Linked DNA regions of Mus musculus: regions 1, 2 and 4 are each linked to region 3. The links are chromatin contacts, called in public promoter capture Hi-C maps. All regions are on one chromosome and are shown on one strand. Each heading gives the region's core, a stretch centred on a gene start, on an enhancer-like site or on the middle of the called end of the contact. The rest is flanking DNA. Distances are from core to core; before and after follow the strand shown.

Region 1 (3,686 bases), core at 423-2,922, 300 kb before region 3:
ATCTGACGCCTTCTTCTGATGTGTTTGAGGACAGCTACAGTGTATGCATAAAAATACAATAAATGATTCTTCTTCCTCTTTCTTTTTTTTTAAAGCCCATGACCCCTTTTATTCATTCCATGTTCTTTCCCTGACTCAACCATTCCAAAGCACCAAGAGCATGGAGCACTTGAGGCTGGGACAATAGGATATGACTAGTTGTTGGCTGGACTTTGGTTTTGTTTATCTGATTTGGTCAACCTCTCTTACCTGGGGTAGGCTGGGGGGTGGGCTGGGCTTTGGGCAATGTCAAAACTTGTAATGTGAAAGAAACCTCCATATTTCTAGGCAAAAATGTCGAAGGAGACAGTGAACAGACTTCAATGATCAGCTGTACTCTGAACTTCAAATGAGCACCCATTCTACAACAATTCTTTGAAGAGCCATAATCCAGCTGTAGCTGGGTTAGCTTTGCCTCAAGGACATGCTGAGACAGGCAGGCGCATAGGAATCAGATGGGGGGGGTGGGGGCGCAAACTCCCCATCACTTTGGCTCTCATTTCATTCTCCACAACAACTTGGAAATAAATTAATTAGCACAGATCTATGGAGTATTTGGATCCCCCAGCAACGACTAGAAACATGCAGCATCAAATTACAGGCCTTTCCCTCTGGAGAGAAAAAAAAATATGTGGTCAGTTGAGGGTGGCATAAAGGGAGTGAGGGAGTGAGGAGGGCATAAAGGGAGCAGGGCAGACTGGATTGCACTGGAGAATGCCCCCTCTCTCTCCCTAACCCACTCCAGGTGGGTTCAGTTCTCCACTGGAGTTCCGCAGCATCCCCTTATTCCCCTACAGGGACTTGGCATCTGGACATGAAAGCAAAACCAAGGAAGCTACTGGCTGGCTGAAAGGGGGTTGGGGACCAGAAAAGCAAGATTTAAAAAAAAAAAAAAAGGAGAAATCCAAAAGAGGTGACCGTCGAGCGGAGAGCTCCATAAATCCTCTGGGCGAAAGGTAGAATCTGGTACCAATTCCGTAGTTGTCTGAGACCTATCCCGCCCACTCATGCTCTCCCCTCTCTCCTAGGATTCGACCCTCTGCCCCCTTTCCTAGTAAAAGGATCGCCATCACAGAAGTCTTTGAAGGGGTTCTGAGGCCATCGGGAAACGCGAAAAGGCGTAACCCACCTGGGCCGGCGCAACGTCCGAAACAGCGCAGGGATCCGGTCCCTCGAGCGTCTTCCACGACCCAATCTAGCTGCCCACGAGACGCCTGAGTAACGCGCCCCATGCCCGAGCCGGGGCTACAGTGTCCGCGCCAAGGACAGGACCTCCCCAGCCCTGGAGCTGCCAGTGTTTCGTCCTGTGCTTCCCACTCCACAGTCCGCCACAGGGCAAAGGAAAAAGCCCACGGAGCGACGCGGGGCTGACCGCACTGAGCCCGGCGTCAGGTGAAATGGGCTACCTGAGCCTGAGGCACGCGAGCGGCGGAGCTGGAAAGCCACTGTGCCTGAGTGGGAAGGCGGGGTGAAGGTGACGACCTACCGCGGTCTGGCTCTCCGGGTGCACGTCCACCAAGGTACACCAGTTCCGCGTCCCGTTCATCTTCACGCGGAGGTCGTATGAGCTTCCTCAACTCCGAGGTCCCGGGGAAACTAGGCCGGCAGGCGGGTGCGCGCGCGGAACCGCCCCCTAGTATAGGCGCGTCGGGGGCGGGGCTGAAGATGGGCCACGCCCAGGGCGGTATTTATCAATGAGGTAGAGCGGAAGCGAGAGGTGGGCGGTGCCAAGAGGCTTCAGGACTCGCCTACCCGTGCTATGGACGATTTACGTAAAGGTGAGGCTTGGGAGTGAAGGTCGGGTGACCGCTTAGGAATTTTACTAAGGGTACGACAAGGTATCTTGTGGTATCTCATTGGTCTTTTTCCTTTCAGTTTTCCAGGTTCGGTGCGGGAAAGAATCGGTCTGGTCGTCTGAGTTGGGGCTTGCACAAGCTTCTGTGGTCTTTCCTGAAATGTAAGCCAGCCTGTAGGCTTTTTAGAGCTGAGTACATCTTTCCTCAGAGTTCTACCACACAGGTAGAAAGGCAGGCACCAAAGACCAGCTCACTCGGACTAGTCTAAGCCAGTCTGGCAGGTGCTTTTTCCTGGCAAGTAGCCCAGGTCGAAGTCAAAGCCAGCTAAGCTCTGGGTGGGGCTTGCTTTGCAGAAACTAGACTTATATGGTAGGGAGAGGCGGGACACATGACCTTAAAAGGAATTTGCACCCTAGAGAAAGAGTCTTAGTGGCACCAAAGGCAGTTGCTTCCCAAGCTTAGGCTGGGATCTTGAGGGCTGACCTCTGGTAGAAGGCTATCTCACTGTGTGATGGTCACAGGGACAGCAGGCGCGGTGTGTAAGGTCTAATCCGATTGAATAGGCAGTACCACTAGAGGTAGCAATTCGTTTTGGTGAACATCTAGGTCCTTAAAGTGTTAGGGTGGGTGTGGGGAAACGAGGTGGGCGGGGACTAGACTGGACTCTGAGTCACTTGCCAGTGATGAATGGATACAAAGCTCTGTCTATACCTGGAAGATAATCACTAGGGACATCAGTGACCAGAATAGGAGAAAAACTCAATTCTGGTCCTTTCTCTATCCTCAAAAAAGGCATTTGTGGTTCTTTGACTGGGAAAGCCCCCCCCCCCCCCACCAGGCTCGGTCATTTGAATACCTGGTTTCCAGTTGGAGGTACTAATTGGGGGATTGCGGAAATGTAGTTTCGCTGGACAACCAAGTCACTGGGGCAGGCTTTGAGAGTTCAAAGACTCCCACCATTCCTACTTTGCTCTCTGCTTCCTGCTTGTGGTTTGAGATCTCAGCTATCACCTTTCTACCATGATGGCGATGACCTCTTACCCCTCTGGAACTGTAGGCTCAAATACACACCTCTTTATTTAACCTGTCTTGACTGTTGTTTTCTATTACAGCAGCAGACAAGTAACTCATACAGCACTCTGTATAAGCTATTCCCAGAGCTTCTTAGGACAGGATGGTTCTACTACAAGTAGTCTGTTTCCTAGATGCCTGATCAGCCACAAGAGACCTCTAAAAAATGAGCTAAAGCCTCATTTTAATGTACAGTTTCAAGGACTCTTGGAATAGGATCTACTTGGCAGGGAAAGGTGCCTGTGGCCAAGCCTCCTGACCACTTGTGTTCAATCCCAGGATTCACACTGTGGAAAATGAGAAAAGATGTTCTATCTCAAAAGTTGTTTTCTGACCTCTACAAATGTAGTATTCACATGTGTACACACACACACACACACACACACACACACACACACACGTTAAAAAAAAGAGAGAAAAGAAAAAAAAACTTTTGGAGTAGGCCTTCAAATTAACCAGAAAAATGAAGACAAGAATTTCATATAGATATGCCATTTTTAATATTTAATTTAAAATTAAACCAAGGCTGGATTGGGAGAAAATATCTGATCTGCAGAATATCTTCTTTTAAATCATGATATAGAAGTCATTGATGAGACCAGAACTTACTTTGGAGATAAGAGGCAAACCATCCCCATTACCTTCACCCACAAGAGCTTGGCATGCCCCAAAACTCAAAGGAGGAATATATTCTCCATGACCCCTTCCCATCTCTACTGAGAGTCAGCTTCCAACCCCAGGCGAGGCTCTGAAACAGGGCCCACTTCTTGAGAAAAGCAA
Region 2 (3,310 bases), core at 106-2,605, 510 kb before region 3:
AACATACATACGTACAAGTAAGAATGTACAGACTGAGCAGATTATATTTATATATTTAAGAATGTATAAACACAAATATAAATAACAAGGGGAAAGAGTCCATGAATCTGAGAGAGGAGGAGAGGGGTTAGAAGGAGAAAAAGGGTAAAATTATATAATCTCAAATATACAAACGTGTAAAAATTTTAAAATAATAAGATGTTTCAAAGAATGGAGGAAAACAAAACAACAAAATGGAATTCTCATCAGCTGTAACAGGAACACCTGCAGGTAGGGCAGTTTATAAAGAATGGGGCATACATTACGTTTTAAATGTCTGTTAGACATATAAGATGATGATGAATAAGAAGTTGGGTATTCCAATGTGAAGTTTGTGGGAGCCTAGGATAAGAATTTGGACATCACTGGCATATAAATAGCGGTTAGCCATAAGGTGAACTGAGAGCATCAAGACACTGGATACTAAAAAGAATGAAATTCCACATACTGAGTGCTGGGTGCAAACAATTAAAAGACTGTTGAAGACTTGTCCTGAATACCAAGGAAATGCGTGTAGGTCAGTCTATGTAAGTGCACATAAAATGGAGTGTAGCACATCTTTCCACACTCCTTTATAGACCCTCATTTTATAACCATCTATTAAGCACAAAGACTCCACAGAAGGACCTGCTTGTGCCTAACAGTAGTTTCTTTTTCTCTACAGTTTGTCTCCTGCAACTCTTTAAATATTAGCTTAAATACAATAGTAACAATATCATGGAAAGTTGCAGAGTTTTTAGAGGATCCCATCCTTCGACTACTTTTAGAAAGATTCAAGGGAAAATTGAGAGTGACATCCATATTTTAGTGTTCAGAAATTATAGCATGTCAAAATTAGAAGTGATCCCAGTACCTAGAACTAAACCAAACCACTTATATTGTTATCATTGGTTTTTATGGATAAAAATCCTCCTCCTCACCAGTTAATTATTATTATTGGTCTCGCTATGTAGCCCTGGCTGGCCTAGAGCTTGAGATGTAAACCAGATTAGCTTGAACTTGTCCTGCAGGAAGATTACAGGGTGCGCCAAGCCCCCTCCGCCTCTTTTTTTAAAAGTGAAGCCAAAAAAAAAAAAAAAAAAAAAAAAAAGTACGTTTTCCACTGTCGGTCCACGCAAAGCTCTGTGGAAAGTGGTGACAAAAAAAAAAAAAAGCAGTTCTCTCCGCTGTCCTATCGTCGGCGTGCAAGGCGGGGTTGCGGCAACTCTCCCACTCCCCATGCCCAGGTCTCAGCGCAGCCTATATCTATACCACTCAGGCGCGCCGCGGGCAGCCCAGAGGCGCAGCTGCGCATGCGCGGGGTCCTTCTTCCGCCTGTCCGCTCCGCTGTCATGGCGGCCTCTGTGGCTCCCGGGGTTAGGACTCTGTGGTGGGCAGGTGCTGCTTGGCTGCGTCAAGGAGGCATCCGGGAGCTATTCCGGCCGCGAATTGAAGGGAGTACCCCGGGGCGTGACTTCAGTCTCTCTCATTATCAGGTGAGGGCCGGCTGGGGCTTGGGTCCTACACGGTGGGGGACAGGAGTGTCGTTCGTGCCAGACTCAGACTGCGGGGCTGGGGGGCAGACTTTCCTGGGGACGCCGGCGGGGTGGCGGGTTGTTCTCTGCGGACACTCGCTCACCCCAGCCTCCCTGACCACCAGAGCACGGTCATCGTGGAGCGCTGGTGGAAGGTGCCGCTCGCCGGGGAGGGCCGAAAGCCGCACCTGCACCGGCGTCACCGCGTGTATAAGTTGGTGGAGGACACGAAACACCGGCCCAAAGACAACTTGGAGCTCATCCTCACGCAGTCTGTGGACGGTAAGGCTTGGGCCCAGGTACTGACCCCTTCCCCTGTCCCTGTCCTCTGTCCCCTGCTCTTGTTTGACGTTAACCGCTTCCTGCCTCTCTTTTGTTGCTTTGTTTTTACTACTTTGTGGTTCTGGTGAGAAAAAAAAAGTCACGGAAAATTAAAACGTGTGTGCAATATTGTTAACTGTGTAAAGAGAAGCCTAACAGTTCGCAGCACAAACAGTGACATTCTTTGATTGAACAGCTCAGTCTGCACCAGTTTTTAAGCTAGACGTGTGACAAGTGTAGTTCCTAATAAATGCATGGTGTGTGTGTGTGTGTGTGTGTGTGTGTGTGTGTGTGTGTGTGAGAGAGAGAGAGAGAGAGAGAGAGAGAGAGAGAGAGAGAAAGAGAAAGAAGGGGGGCGCCAAAGGTCCACCTTATTTGATACAGGGCATGAGTTGAGCCCCCAGGGATGTAGGTATTACCTCCCCTCAGTGCTAAGGTTATGGACAATATCCAAACTCAGATCCTCTATGCAGCTGGCACTTTAACGACTGGACCTTATAACCTGCCCTAGTAAATTGACGGTGGTGGTGGTGGTGGTGTTTGTAAGGAAGAATAAAAACTGTGAGAAAGTAAGGGCTGTCTCTTTTCTATGCCCCTCCCTTTTGGTGATGCTGGAGATGTACCCCAAGGCCTGAGTACACTAAGGCACAGCCTTTACCTGTGGCTGATCCCATGATCATCTTTTCCATAGCCTGCAGAGATTTCATCTGCCATTCCCGTTCTCATTGACAGAAATTGGAGTCCGGGGTGATCTGGTCTCAGTGAAGAAATCTGTGGGTCGTAACAAGCTCCTTTCTCAGGGACTGGCAGTGTATGCTTCTCCTGAAAATAGGAAGCTGTTTGAAGAGGAGAAATCGGTGAGCTCAAAGGACCAAGGGGTTTGGAAAAATAAAACTTTAAGGTACCTGCTAGGAAGTCCTTCCTTTTGTTGTTTAATTCAAAGATGAAGTAACAGCTAGAACCCAGAAGCCCACCAGTTCCCAGCACAGCTGGGCTGTAATTACTCAGTGTGGCGCATTGCTTCTACTCAGTTTCATCTCTTTCAGCTGAGACGCGAAGGAAAACTGGAGAAGATCCAGACAAAGGCAGGAGAGGCGGTGAGTAGGAAGTTTTTATTGATTCCTCATGGAGGTCATCGCCCTCCTGAGTCCCTGATGGCCTTCACGTCTGCTTATTGTTACACACAAGGATGAGCTAAAGTAGTATTGTGGCTGATGCTCTGTGTAGCTGGTATGGAGTCCTCTGGAACTGCTGTGTTGGGTACAGTGTACTGGAACTAGCTCTGTACATCTGCCTGCCTCTGCCTCCCAAGTGCTGGGATTAAGGGCGTTGGACACCACAGCTGGCTGCTTTTTTACTTCCTTTAAGAAAATGTGCCAATTTTTTAATTTGTTCATTTCTTCCATTTGAAATACTCAGAGCCTGGGATTTTGGGG
Region 3 (3,466 bases), core at 899-3,398:
CTTTCTCTTGTGTCTGCTTCAGTGAAATGTTTCTTCACGAGTTTTTCTTAGTCTTCACCTGTGTCCACTTCAAGAAAACACTCCACGTGTTTGCCCCAGCAAAACACCATCCAACACAACTGACTTCCCAAAGAACCCTTACGTTTCCACTTCAAGCTCCAGCAGGAGCAGAGGCAGGAACCACAGAGGAGAGGTGCTTCCTGGCTTACTCCCCTACCCAACTTTGGGTCCCTTCCTTATACAGCCCAGGCCTGCCAACCTAGAGGTCCTGTGCCTCGTTCTGCGTGGTCAGGAGGCTGCCTCAGGTCTTGGTTGGGTACCCTCAAGCAGCACAGTATTAGCAAAGTGTGACTTTTAGCACAGGAAATGACTTCAACTCAGAGAGCAACCTTGAGCAGATTATCTCTAGGAAAAGACTGACTGGAGGGGGTCTGTCCAATGGCATCTTTCTTTACAGATTCCTTTAAAGAGAACTTGTTTGAACTCATTACCTCTTCCAAAGGAAAGATTCATGTCCACTTCTCACGGTAGGGGAAATGGGGGTCTCAGTCCGGGTGTGGGGACAGACCACGAGCACCTCCATCTTCCCCCCTCCTTTACAGAAGCACACCAGTCAGAACTGGAAATATGACTTGGGTGTCACATCTCTGCTGTGACAAGACTGTTGACCCGGGGACCACGAACACTTGAGAGAGGTACAAAAGCTTGCCCGTGCATTTTTCATCACGATTTCAACAAATCTTAACAAAGAGGGTTAAGCACCTGAAGGGAAAAGTTATCACAGTACTAAATTCTTTTTTCCTCTACTTGACCAAAATTCCAGTGTTCACCACCAAGCAGGGAACTCCAGGAGTGTGCCCCCTAGGAAGGAGATGAAGTACACCCAGGAAACGGAAACATGAATAGGCAAAGGTGGGCAAGGAGAAAATACAGAGGAGGACTAGAGGCTCAACAGACAGGCTTTATTCTAGAGCATACCTGCAGAGGGGGTGGGGCCAAGTGTCTAAAGTGGAAGGACCATACCATTTCCTTTTGTGTCAGCAGTTGCTATGGGTAGCGAGACAGACAGGGTCAGGCAACCAATAAACATCTCCTGTGGTTTACCCAGGTAGGAGGGGTAGGGTGAGGAGAAATCTGGAAAATGAGTTGGCATTAGCTTTGGCTTAACTAGAACGGAGGCACTTTATAAAATGGCGATACCACGGCTAACAACAGAGAAAAAAACATTTTCTCTTAATGTGGTACAGCTGCTAAGGATTTGCAGATTCTTTGTGGAATGAGGGGAAGCCTGCAATCCTAGAGGCTGTTGGCCACAGGGATGGGTAAGCAAAGAGGGAAGGACGAATGGTTCAACTTGTGTTATTTTATTTTATTAAAGTTACAGGACTTTATAACGAATTTCCATCAGTAGACATCATTTTCTAGCAAAAATTTAAAAATATCACCTACTGATTATTTCGGACAGCTCTGACAACCAAAGGCAACAATCAAACATGGTAGCTATCTGTGGCCATTCCATTTTGTAAAGCTCCCCAATTTTGTTTAAACAGAGTTCCTGAAACCTAAGAAATTTGGTTCTCACAACCAAAGTAACTTGCTTTTATAGATTCGTGCTTTCCACGTCCTTATCGACGCCCCAGTAATAGAGTTGTTTGGCTTTTTTTTAATCAAACCTTCTTACATTTTTAACTCATCTTATTCCCCAGCTACAACTAGCCAATCACTTTCCTACCCTGTAACTCCTGTCTGTGGTTCTTGGATCCTAGACGGCATCTACGTAAATCTTCCCAAGTAAAGCCCGCGGTCGATCCCTTATCCTCTTCTCGCTGATTTTACAACGCACAGGATCAGAAAGCAAAAGACCAGATGCTCCAGAAGCAGCCAAGCGCCCGGGCTTTCATCCTGCGGTCCCTTTAAGAACAGAACCCTTTCCGGGCCCGCAGACCTAACCGACCCCAGTTTTAACCGAAACCAACCTGGACTTCCCCCTCTTGACTCAAATAAGACTAACTTTGGATTTTCCCTCCCCTCTCGACCAATCATATTCTGTTACCAGGCAGACTTTCACTGCCTTCGTCTTGGAGGCAGCAACGGCCAATCACAGAGCAGGCCGTGCGTGTATCCAGGCAGATCGCGGCTGGCATAACCATTCAGAAAAAGGAAAAATAAAAGCAACGCACGAGCCCGCCGGCTGGGCACCGTGGGGCTGGGCAGGAGCTGAGGTAGCCACAGGGTAGTTTCTCTTTCTCTCTCACCTATCTAATGTCCGTGCTGGAAGGCGACGGTTCCGAGGTAGGAGGGGCAACAGCACTCCGGAGCTAGCAGGACCAGCTCCTTGCCCCTGCGCACGTGCCCGAATCTGGGACCCTGTTCCCCGCAGGGTTTCCTGCGCCCAGCCCCCTGAGTTCGGAGACCTAGCCCAGCACCTGGGGTTGGGGTGGAGGGGCCCGAGGGGAGTGGGGACGCTTCGGAGTGGGATGTCGTGGGATGACGTAGGGTCCGCGCCGCGGCGAGGGGGGCAGCGGGGGAAGCCGTGGCGAGACTCAGTAATGAGAACTTGGGCCCAGTTTTTTTCAAACCTGGAAAGGCCGAGTATGTTTGTATCCCTTCCGACCTTCCAGGCAAAATCAATGGCGAGGAGTCTATTAGAGGATCGGAGAACTTTGACTTGTCGTTATAGGTGTTGAGGGGGGGCGGCTGGAGGGGCTTGGGGGGGGGGGGGCTGGAGGTGTTGCAGCACTGGGAGAAATTGTAAGATTTCTTTTAACGTGGACTTCTCCACCCCTATCCCTTCCCATAACAGTTTTCCAGATTTGGGAGACTTCAAAAGGTGGGACATATAGAATGGAGATGTCAGAGATCTCTTTGGGTATACAAGGGCCTGATAAAGTAACAGAATAATTCTAATTTTAGAGAAGGCAAGTGGTGTGGAAAACCACTGGAGGAAGCTTTGCTTCTGTTTGTATTTCTGGGTAGAGACAGGAGGACTGCCTTGGGGTCTCTAGGAGAAAGGAAGCTTGGTAGTAGTTAAATCCTCAGCGATCTCCTCTCTCAGCTGTAGCCCTCATGCTGGGATGGCAGAAGATAAACCTGATGCTAAGAGCCCCAAGACTGGGGCAAGGCCCCAAGGTGGTGCTGACGCTGGAGAACCTACCACCCTCCTCCAAAGGCTCCGAGGTACCATTTCGTAAGTAATTGTCTCTGTCTCCAAACCCTGTTCCAGACCCAGCTGTAGATCCTTGTTGCCCTGCACTCCTTCCTCAGGCAAGTGTTTCAGAGCAGGCAGGCTGAGGTCTGTGGTCCGTAGCTGTTTGGTCCTTTTTCTGTCTCTAGCAGTCAGACAAAGGGATGGGGAAACCTTGTGACCTCCAGCTTTCTCTTCTTCTCCACAGCAAGGCCGTGCAGAACAAAGTAGAGGGAATTCTGGTAAGCATGCTGGGAAGGGACAATACAGGTGCCATCGCTG
Region 4 (3,448 bases), core at 737-3,236, 370 kb before region 3:
TTAGAAAATAGTCTGTAATATAGCAATTTAAAACAAAACAAAACAAAAACCCCACAAGCATCTCTTTCCATAAAGGTCAGAAGAAATGTGCAAGCTCTCCACACACATGCATTAGTGAGCTACTCTTTCTTGAAGTGGAAAAGACGAGGAAACAGAGTAAGAGTAATGGGCACAAAAATGGGAGGGGGGGGAAAGGCCTGGAGGAAGGGGGCTCCTTTACAAGGACAGACTCCCAAGATTCTGTAAGTGCAGCTCTTACATGAATCTGTTTTACAAAATGAAGAGCAGGCAGCTGTGGAACTTACAATTAAAATGAAATATTTAAAAAGAAGAAAGACTTGTGTGAGTAAATCCCATCATGGAAGGAGAGGCTGCGTGTGGGGGGCGGGGAGGGGGGGGCGATACAATATAGATGCAGTAAGGAGAGATCCAGGATTGAAGGAGAATGGAGACAATGAGAGCACACAGCGCCAACAAGTCAACCAACAACCACTATACAAATTTAGGACAAAGTACAAAATCACAACCACAACACAGCTTAGGGCAGTGGAGGTCTGCGTTCAAACTGCCAAGACAACATCTCTGGAGCTTTAAGGGATGTGGTGGTGACAAGTGAGCCTGAACAAGTTCGATGAAGGAAGACTGCAGCAGAAGGTGGGTTGCAACAGCAGAAGGGGCCTTAAAAAGAGAAGGGAAAGCTACGTCGAGAAATTTAAAGTGTAGGATTGCAATAGCACAGAGCAGGAGGAAAACGGAGCGGGCAAAGACCTAAGTCGACTGCAGTCTGAGGGAAGCAGGAGCTAGGAGCACTATTAAACCGAACTCCAAGGTGTGAGGAGTGGTGCACGTGGGAAGTCGGGGAGCCAGAAAAGGCTGTACTCAAAAGCAATGTAGCCATGGAGAAGCTAGCCTGAAAATCAGGTTGCAACCCCTCCCCCAAAAACGCATGTGATAAGGTATACTCGAGATGGTGTGACTACAAAGAAGAAGAGGGGAGAAAAGGCCAAACGGTGGATGCAAAAATGTCGGTGTGCTTTTATCATAACGGGGAATAACTAAGGAAAGTGGGTGGAGGGTTAAGGTGGGGAGAAATGATGCCTCCAGAGGAAAATGAGCTGACCACAGGTCCTATCAGGTCTAGAGGGCAGAAGGGACAGTCCACAAGGTCTGAGGGGAGTGGCAGCGACCAGGAAACTATGATGCTAAAGATGAAAAGTTGGGGAGGACACAGTACTGGCTAGGTCGAAAGGAGACTCCCTCAGTAAGGGGCAGAAAGAGGCATGCTATAGAAGAAGGCAAACGGGTTGAGAGCAGCCAAAGGCATGGGAGCAGCAGGGAGAGCACAAACTGGAGACGCCAGGAAAGCAGGAGGCTCCAAGCCGGGCCGCGAAGGCCCGCGGGGGGCGAGGGTCGCGGCAGGCTCTCGAGCTAAGAGAGGTGCGGCCTGGGTGACAGGGTGCGGGGCCAGGACAGGCGAAGGATAGGAGGACGGGGCGTGGCGGCAGCGATACTCACACCTCCAGGATGCGGTCCCCTTTGCGCACCCCGGCCCGGTCGGCCGCCCCCCCGGGCAGCACGGCGCTCACATGCTGCAGCGGCGCGTACAGCTCCCCGTTGATGCTCCGCAGTTGCCCGCCCTCGCTCACTTGGCCCCGCACGTTGAAGCCGTAGCCGGATTCGGACTTGACAATGCGCACGACCCGCGGGCCGCCGCCTCCCCCGCCACCGTTCCCGGCGCAGTGGAGCCCAGACCCCCCGCCGCCGCCTCCATTCCGGTGCGGGGCTGAGGGGTGAATACCTTCCCCGTCCTCGTCCGCCATCTTGCGAGCAAGCGAGCGGTCCCCCGCCCCCCTACGCCTCCACTCCTCCGGCGCGCGCCCGCCCCCTCCGGCAGCCGCGCGACCCCGGCGCGCGCCCGCTCCGCCGACCGCTGGAGCTAGTGGGCCACCGCGCTGCGAGGGGGTGAGGAAAAGGGAGCAAGGCGGGAGAAGCAGACGGTTGGGCGCTGCAGGGCCTCCTGGGAGATGTAGTTCTGCAAATGGTGCATGACGCATCCGGGCTCAAAGCCTTCTGGGAGTTGTGGTTTATTGGGCTTTGGGCTCTGGTTAAGTTTCCTTGGTTGGATGATGAGAATCTTTTTTTGTTTTGTTTTTTCGAGACAGGGTTTCCCTTTGTAGCCCTTGCTGTCCTGAACTGGCTCTGTAAAGCAGGCCGACCTCAAACTCAGAGATCCACCTGCCTCTGCCTCCTGATTGCTGGGATTATGCCCGACCACTAGTTGGTGATTCATTGCAATCTTGAATCGGTTATTCATTTGTATATTCATGTTGGACAAAGCCCCAGCAATCAAGTGATACAACCAGATCGTGAATTCGGTTCCTTATTTCAAGTATTAGGATACGGAACTTTAGTGTTACCAAAGTCAAGCAGCAATTATGTAACAGCATTTAAAGCTCAGCTGTTTTTGCGCAACTTTCTTTTCCATGTTATTGCAACTTCACGGCTATATACAGACATACAAAAAAGCATGTGTGGAGGAAAACAACAGCTTCCATGATTTAGAACTGGATATTAAAGTGGTCAATAATTTTAATTTAGCAAGAGTTTTGAAGTTGCTTTTATCTTGTTTATTTCATTTCTTCCAATAGCACAAGAGAATTCTTAGAAAGCATGCAGTTGGTGTTTTTGGCGATCTGGCAGGATATAAACTTGATAGAGCTGGGTGCCTGGTGACAGCAAGTAATGACAGAAATAATGCACATAGCAATCTACGCCATCACTGCTCCACTTTGGTATTTGATTTCCCCCTACTGATAAGGTCACTAGTTAATCCATTCCTGTTTAGTAGATGTTGTAGAATACACAAGATTCCACAAAGCAAAGACAAAGGAAACAGTATCAGCCTCCTCAGGTATTCTCAGTTCTTCCCCACCAAGCACCATGTAGATAAAGAGCTCTGATGAGTGATGTTCCCCTAAGGTATCAGAGCCTAAGACACACAACTTGGAAAGGTTGCCATTCTGTACAAAGGAATACAGTAGACTTGCTCTTTGTCCTGAGGGGGACATTACTTCATCTCCCAAAGTGACATATTAACACAACCCCCCAACCGGAGAAATAACCTGGAGATAACGAGCCAGGAGTCTTCCTTCTTGGCATCCAGCAGAAGAAGAGGAGAAGCACCAAGAACTACCTTTCTCAACATGACTATGTACCAAGTCTTTACATCTAGAACTTATTAACGCTTTACAGCACTAGCCCAGTCCCTGCTTGGTAGATGAGGTTACACAAGTAAAAAATTATGAACCTAAAAGAAGCAGATAATTTATAAAAACAAACAAGCCCCTGAAAGAGTTTACTGGCCATGGAGAGTTTTTAAGATTACAAGGGACAGAAGAAGCAATAGGGGGATTAAGAGATTTTGAAACATACTGAATGGAGACACAAA

Evidence for each region. Promoter capture Hi-C pulls out the DNA fragments that hold promoters and counts their contacts.
Region 1: a contact with region 3 is called in a promoter capture Hi-C map of pre-B cells, with 3 times the contacts expected there. The contact joins the promoter of Tuft1 here to the promoter of Rfx5 in region 3. A contact is called at or near these places in 9 of 39 promoter capture datasets (the HPC-7 cell line, embryonic stem cells, fetal liver and 5 more), 1 of 115 datasets of contacts at active chromatin or transcription factors (stem cell-derived neural progenitor cells) and 1 of 9 other capture datasets (liver).
Region 2: a promoter capture Hi-C map of pre-B cells shows a contact between it and region 3, with 3 times the contacts expected there. The contact joins the promoter of Mrpl9 here to the promoter of Rfx5 in region 3. A contact is called at or near these places in 10 of 39 promoter capture datasets (the 3T3-L1 cell line, 3T3-L1-derived adipocytes, the HPC-7 cell line and 7 more), 1 of 484 Hi-C or Micro-C datasets (pre-B cells), 8 of 115 datasets of contacts at active chromatin or transcription factors (T-cell acute lymphoblastic leukemia, cardiomyocytes, effector CD8 T cells and 5 more) and 2 of 9 other capture datasets (liver and pancreatic islet).
Region 4: a contact with region 3 is called in a promoter capture Hi-C map of the HPC-7 cell line. The contact joins the promoter of Snx27 here to the promoter of Rfx5 in region 3. A contact is called at or near these places in 17 of 39 promoter capture datasets (3T3-L1-derived adipocytes, the C10 cell line, the HPC-7 cell line and 9 more) and 1 of 484 Hi-C or Micro-C datasets (Th1 cells).

Annotation. Positions count from the first base shown.
Region 1 is chr3:94,657,200-94,660,885 of GRCm38.p6, forward strand. It overlaps Tuft1 (tuftelin 1), which reads right to left and starts at 1,673. Exons shown (of 13, transcript NM_011656.3): 1 at 1,526-1,673. The coding sequence starts at 1,585. It also overlaps the pseudogene BC021767.
Region 2 is chr3:94,441,981-94,445,290 of GRCm38.p6, forward strand. It overlaps Mrpl9 (mitochondrial ribosomal protein L9), which reads left to right and starts at 1,356. Exons shown (of 7, transcript NM_030116.2): 1 at 1,356-1,514; 2 at 1,679-1,835; 3 at 2,607-2,731; 4 at 2,921-2,971. The coding sequence starts at 1,371.
Region 3 is chr3:94,951,960-94,955,425 of GRCm38.p6, forward strand. It overlaps Rfx5 (regulatory factor X, 5 (influences HLA class II expression)), which reads left to right and starts at 2,149. Exons shown (of 10, transcript NM_017395.3): 1 at 2,149-2,292; 2 at 3,056-3,187; 3 at 3,393-3,426. The coding sequence starts at 3,075.
Region 4 is chr3:94,580,730-94,584,177 of GRCm38.p6, forward strand. It overlaps Snx27 (sorting nexin family member 27), which reads right to left and starts at 1,987. Exons shown (of 12, transcript NM_001082484.2): 1 at 1,516-1,987. The coding sequence starts at 1,820.